2 separate regions of the Mus musculus genome follow, and region 2 is linked to region 1. The links are chromatin contacts, called in public HiChIP or PLAC-seq maps. All regions are on one chromosome and are shown on one strand. The core of a region is the stretch at or near the end of the contact, and the rest is flanking DNA. Distances in the headings are between cores, read along the strand shown. Region 1 has its middle 260 kb from the start of 7420700N18Rik. Region 2 has its middle 34 kb from the start of Gm26578.

Evidence for each region. HiChIP or PLAC-seq counts read pairs in DNA pulled down with a chosen protein or histone mark.
Region 2: a contact with region 1 is called in a CTCF HiChIP or PLAC-seq map of the NIH/3T3 cell line, with 7 read pairs. The contact joins two enhancer-like sites.

The regions. Positions count from the first base shown.
Region 1 is chr8:31,627,089-31,629,808 of GRCm38.p6, forward strand. No RefSeq gene overlaps it. Among named protein-coding and RNA genes, the nearest start is that of 7420700N18Rik, 260 kb to the left of the region's middle. Within about 2 kb of position 1,258, at least 25 of the 459 cell types and tissues checked have an H3K27ac peak or open chromatin away from gene starts, as enhancers often do. A contact at or near this core is called in the NIH/3T3 cell line, where this site is marked.
Region 2 is chr8:31,974,726-31,977,583 of GRCm38.p6, forward strand. It overlaps a transcript of Nrg1 not described here. Among named protein-coding and RNA genes, the nearest start is that of Gm26578, 34 kb to the right of the region's middle. Within about 2 kb of position 1,271, at least 17 of the 459 cell types and tissues checked have an H3K27ac peak or open chromatin away from gene starts, as enhancers often do. A contact at or near this core is called in the NIH/3T3 cell line, where this site is marked.

The DNA.
Region 1 (2,720 bases), core at 8-2,507:
CTTAGCAAAAACGTCTTGGTCCCTTAACGTAGCTCCTTCTTCAGGCGATTATTTCATTTCAACATGCGAGTCTTTTGCTCTTTGCAGAAAAACATGAAAGGGACTTTCATCTCTCTGGCCAGAGAGTTTGACCACCTACTAAGAATCCTAACTCCACCTGTCTAGTATTAGCAGTTCTCACCCTCTCGTTAATGTGCACTGGGTACTGCGTGCAGATGCAAGATGTCAATTCCAGAATTCACAGATCAGTTAATTCATTACTTCTTAGAGCCCCGTGTCTTAGTGTGTCATGTGCATTCAAACAGAAGTGGGAATTTTATTAAGTGAGTTACTTTGTTGATGCTGTAAAACACTTAAGGGAGACAGGATTCATCTTGGTTTACAGTCTAGAATATACTCTGTTGTGGTGGGACAGGCGGAACAACAGGAAAAAGTTGTGGATGTGGAAGTGAGATCATATACTGCCTGGCTTACATCTCAGTGGATGCACATAGGATGGATTCTAGGGCTCATCTCTCGTTCTCCTTTTCCCTCATTCATTATCTCCAAGTTTGGAGCAAAATATGGCCACCAATAACCCCTATCGGGTCAGCTAAGGTTTGTTTCCCAATAAGAAGATTCCCTACCCAGTACATAAGAAGAGAAAACCTCCCTTGCATCTCAGTACTTGGATCTTTGAAATTTAATAAGGCTTCTCATTCCCAGAGGCCATCTCCAGAGAAAACACAAACCCTAGACATCATCTCTGTTCCTAAGAGATTGACAGTTGCCATGGGGATGGGATGGGGTGCTGTCCTCTGGTGCTCCATGATTTCATCCCAACAGAGCTCCTGCTGAGCCCTAAGTGCCTGCTAAGATTTTTATAGAGGTCCATCAGCTGGGCCTCACAGAGGAAATGCTGGGTCCCTGTGCACTGGAGCCAGGGACATGATTTATTCAGAACTTACTGAGTGATTCTCACTTCCTTGCTTCCTTCACGGAAAAACACAAAAATTCTGATTCTGTTATAACGCCAGGCTCCTGGTTTCAGTCATAATTCTTATGTGGATTTCAATGGCTTATAATTAAAAGTAGAGAGCACTCCAACAACCCTTCAGATGATCAAGCACCAAAGGACCAGTGGATGCATCTAAATGCAGCCTGACTCCAAATGGTAAGCTTTAGATTTTTGCTTTTTATCCCTCTGTGGCCATAAACAGAGAAAGCAGCTCAGGCTGGCTTCAACAGGATCTTAGTCATGACTCAGCCAGTGCTGGGAATTTCAGCTGAGAATACAGCAAGTCCATCAGCTATTTCACAGACTAATGAGAAATCTGACTCTGTTCCTGGACAGAAACAGCTCTCAAAGACAGCATGGCCATGCTGCATAGGAGAGAGCGGTAGACTGCGGCAGGCAGCCAGGAGCTACCTGATACACAATCCATGGTCAGATTCATATTGATTTTGTATTGGAGAGGGGCAGGGGTGAGCATCCTGTGATGCAGACGACTCATCTCGAGAGGATTTGAAGGAGTCCAGGGGAGCCTTGAGCCCATCCATCATCATCATCATCAAGTCAGGAAATAGGAAAATTGGACTAATGTTAAGTCCTTAAATAGATTCAGCAATATCCGTCCTGGACCATAGGCAGAATTTCAGCTTCCATCTTCAAAGTCAGTGTCTCAGCTAGGCATGCCTTTCTCCCCTCCCCCACCCTTTTTTTTTTTTTTTTAACGTTTAGATAGGATGTCACTGTTTAGCTCAGACTGGCCACAAAGCTAACATCCTTCTGCCCTACTCTCCCAAGTGCTGAGATTGCAGGTATGTGACAGAACGTGTACCATATGACACACGTTATAAAAAATATAGTGGAAATTAGTTAGAACATTTAGGACATATAAATAACAACATCACATCTAGCACTAACAGAAGAAGAGAACAAACCACTAACTTGAAGGTTGTCCATGCTAACTCACATGTTTTGCCCCCGACTCTTAGAAACAAACTCTATGCTTAATCACACATTTTCTATTCAGAGGCATTTTGGGGCAAAATAGTACATAGTATTGACTTAAATAAAAGCACATTATATAAATATAAATAAACTGAACTTTGTACATTTTCTGTAATGTATTCTTCCTGCTCAAATCATCAATAGCCAAGTGGCTCACCCACACTGATAGAACAGAAGGAATTTTTTGTTCTCATTACTAGTTAGTATTTATTGATCTATTCTCTTGCCAGATAAATGTTTATCGTTTGCGTTGGTTAAAGAATGTATGATATTTGTGAGGGGAAAAAAATCTTTAGAATATGCTCTCAGCTTTTTGTATTGCTCTTGAAACTAGTTACACTAAAACATTTTCTGATCGGCAATACTGGGGTCCTCACAACTCTGTGTCTTTGGTAATGCCTGCCAGTGACAACCCATCGCAGTTTTGTCTGCTGGGCTCTTTGGCTAGGTTTTAATACCAACTTCTCTGGTTCCTTGTACATTAAATAAGTCACTGCTTCTCTTTTATTTTCAATTTAATTTGAAATTTTCTCCCTTTCTTACATTAAAACTTTTCTCTATTTCCCCCCTCCCTCACTCTCTCCCTCTCTCTCTCCCCACTCTCTCTCTCATACATACACTCAGAGGGGGAAAAGAGAGGGGGGGGAGATTTTTCCATTGACACATATACTCACTTGGAAGACTAATAAATGCATTCCCAATGTATTGTAATGTGCCCAGTGACACA
Region 2 (2,858 bases), core at 21-2,520, 350 kb after region 1:
CAGTAAACTGAGAATCAGTAAAGGTCATATAAATTTCACTTCATAGCAGCTACAATAATTTTTAAATTATTATAATGAACTATAAAAGTCGAATCACATCTCCATCTACAAGAGATTTATAACACTGGCCGTTTCTCCATGGGAAAAAATGCATGTGAATTTACAGATAAGAGCAATTTTCATACTTAAAATTGGTGTTGTTATGCTTGTTGCAATTACCCAGCCTTCTCTTCTCTATAGCTTGAAGCCACGAGCCTCCTGCGTTGCCAACCCGGGATTATAGGTATGTACTGAACAACTCACCTCACAACTAGAACTGCTCAAAACATCCAGTAGTTCACTTAGAATAAATGCATGAAGATACTATTACAGTATTCCTCAAAGCAACTTCAAAGCAAAAGAAATGGTGTTAAATAAGTTCCTCTTTGTACTTTCAACAATAAATCCCCTTAGAATGGTAATAGCTTATTGAACATCTGTTATGTGCCAGGCTCAGGTCTAAGCTTTATACTCATTGCCTCTTGTTACATAACAAATCTCTGGGCTGGAGTGTTACTATCCTTATACCAAGATGAAGAAATGGCAACCGAGAAAAAGAGCAACTTGCTTGTCATCACACAGCTGCCACTCTGAAGCCTCATCCCTCCCGATCCCCGAACTGAACATACAAACCGGACCCTAGAGCCCTTGCTTTTAATGACCAAGCATGAAAACCATTCTTTGCAAAACTTCATATTTTATGGTTAAAAAAAATGTCCTCAAGATTGAATTAAAGGATTTAATAATATTTTTCCCCAAGAATTCTGGACTATAACACGTGATAGATCATTTCTGTACTCACTTCAAACACAAAAGAGAATCTGGGAGCAAAGGAGATCTGCACAATTCCTGCATTTTCTCAGCAACCTTGATGATTTATGGGAAAATAAAAGAAAGTGGAATACTTGAAATTGCTATGATAAAAATGAAAAATGCTTTAGACTGCGTGGTTGCCCATCTGTCATACATACCTCATGCCACAAGGGCCAAAGAGCTCTCTCTTATGCTGTGCTCACTGAAATGCGAGAACCCCTCAGTGAGGACACAGGAATAAAAGAGTCCTAACAGATCAATGTCATGCTGCCAAGGTGTAAAGGCAACACGCCATGACAACACGCTGGATGAAGTCCTGGCCAGGTTGCCAACAGCTTCGGATGAGTGTTCAACAGGCCTGGCTAATTAGGGCTGTGGCCACAGCTGTCCCCAATTAGAGACCCTCTGGCTCAGCTCAATGAAGACATCTCAGACCTCTGGGCAGGCTGTCTACTTGGGATGCATGCCCCAGGGATGAGTTCACCTAAGGGTGCCTAGCAAATCTCTGTTGATGTAAGCTTTAAAACTCTTTAACGTTTCTGTGGTCAAAGCAAGATTTTATTCTTTATTTGTTATAGACCTGTGACCTAGCCTTAAAAATATGACAGAAGATGTAGTTAGCAAATTATTGTCATATTTGGGCTTTTTCTTTCTTTTCTTGTAATTGCTGCTGCTGCTGCCTCTTCTTCTCCTTCTCCTTCTCCTTCCTCCTCCTCTTCATCCTCCTCTTTCTCTTCCTCCTCTTTCTCTTCCTCCTCCTCTTTCTCTTCCTCCTGCTCTTTCTCTTCCTTCTCCGCCTTTTTCTCTTCCTCCTTCTCTTTCTCTTCCTCCTCTCTCTCCTCCTCCTCCTTTTCCTCTTCTTCCTCCCGTTCTTCCCTCCCCCTTTCTCTTTCTGCAAGTTCTGATGCACTTCTTACTTGAAAGCCAGGTAAACATGACATCATTGTGCTAAGATTTATCTCCTTTATATTCATTCCAGTACATTACTGGGATTTGGGGGTGGTAATTTTTTACCATTTTAGCTACTTTTTTGTTGTTCAATACAAATGATGGTTAGTTAATTGATGTCACTACAATATTCCTTTTTACAATTGAAAGGGGGAGGCTTTCTATTCACTTTCTGAGTGTTTAAAGATTGTTTGGCCTCCCACCATTACCAATGGCCCTCAGAGAGCTGAACAGAGAGGAGCCTGACCATTTTACGTCTACCTCCACGGGAAAGTCCAGAGGGACAAAGCTTCTTAAATAGAAATTCTTAAGGATGAGGGTTGAAGAGGTGTCAATTATTTTAAAAAGCCACTAAAACAGACAAAAGGAACAATATCCAAAGATGGTGGGATCCTAAGGGACAAGAGTGGGAAGCAACTGGGGTCTTTAGAGAACCAAGTCTTTTTTTTTTTTTTTTTAATAGATTTACAGAACACTGTAATTCATGGAGAACTTTTGGCATTCTAAGCAAACAGTTTTAGAATAAAACGGGAAATGAAGTTTTGCATAACAAGTATGATTTGGAAAGCGCTTATTCTGGAAGGCTATACGGGAAAGTGAATCAGGAAGCCTCTGACGGGGTGGGGAGGTGAAGAAATTGACAGTTGCAGGCTTCGGGACCAGCCAGCCAGACCCAGGTTTCAGTTCTTCATCTCTTAGCGAAGGCTCTGTGACTGCACAGGTGCTTTACAGGATGTCACCTTCTCATGTTGATCTGCAGAGTGGGTTTACCAAACACACGCTGAGGGCAAGAACTCAGAGGCTGTGTCCTGCCTGGAATGGGGTGCTTCCAGCCTACAGTTAGCGCTGCTGAGGGTACTTGGCTTCCTTTAGAAGCCTGAGGGCCAGCATAGTGCAAAGCTTGTCTTGTCAGTAAGAATCCTCGTGTCCCATCCCTGGTTCCATGCGCAAAAGAAATAGCAGATTTGCAGAGATTAACTAAATTAATGGAGAAAACTGTTGGTCTGTGAATTTCCTCTAGTAGAATTTAAAATATAGACTTCAGGCTTAGCTGCTTA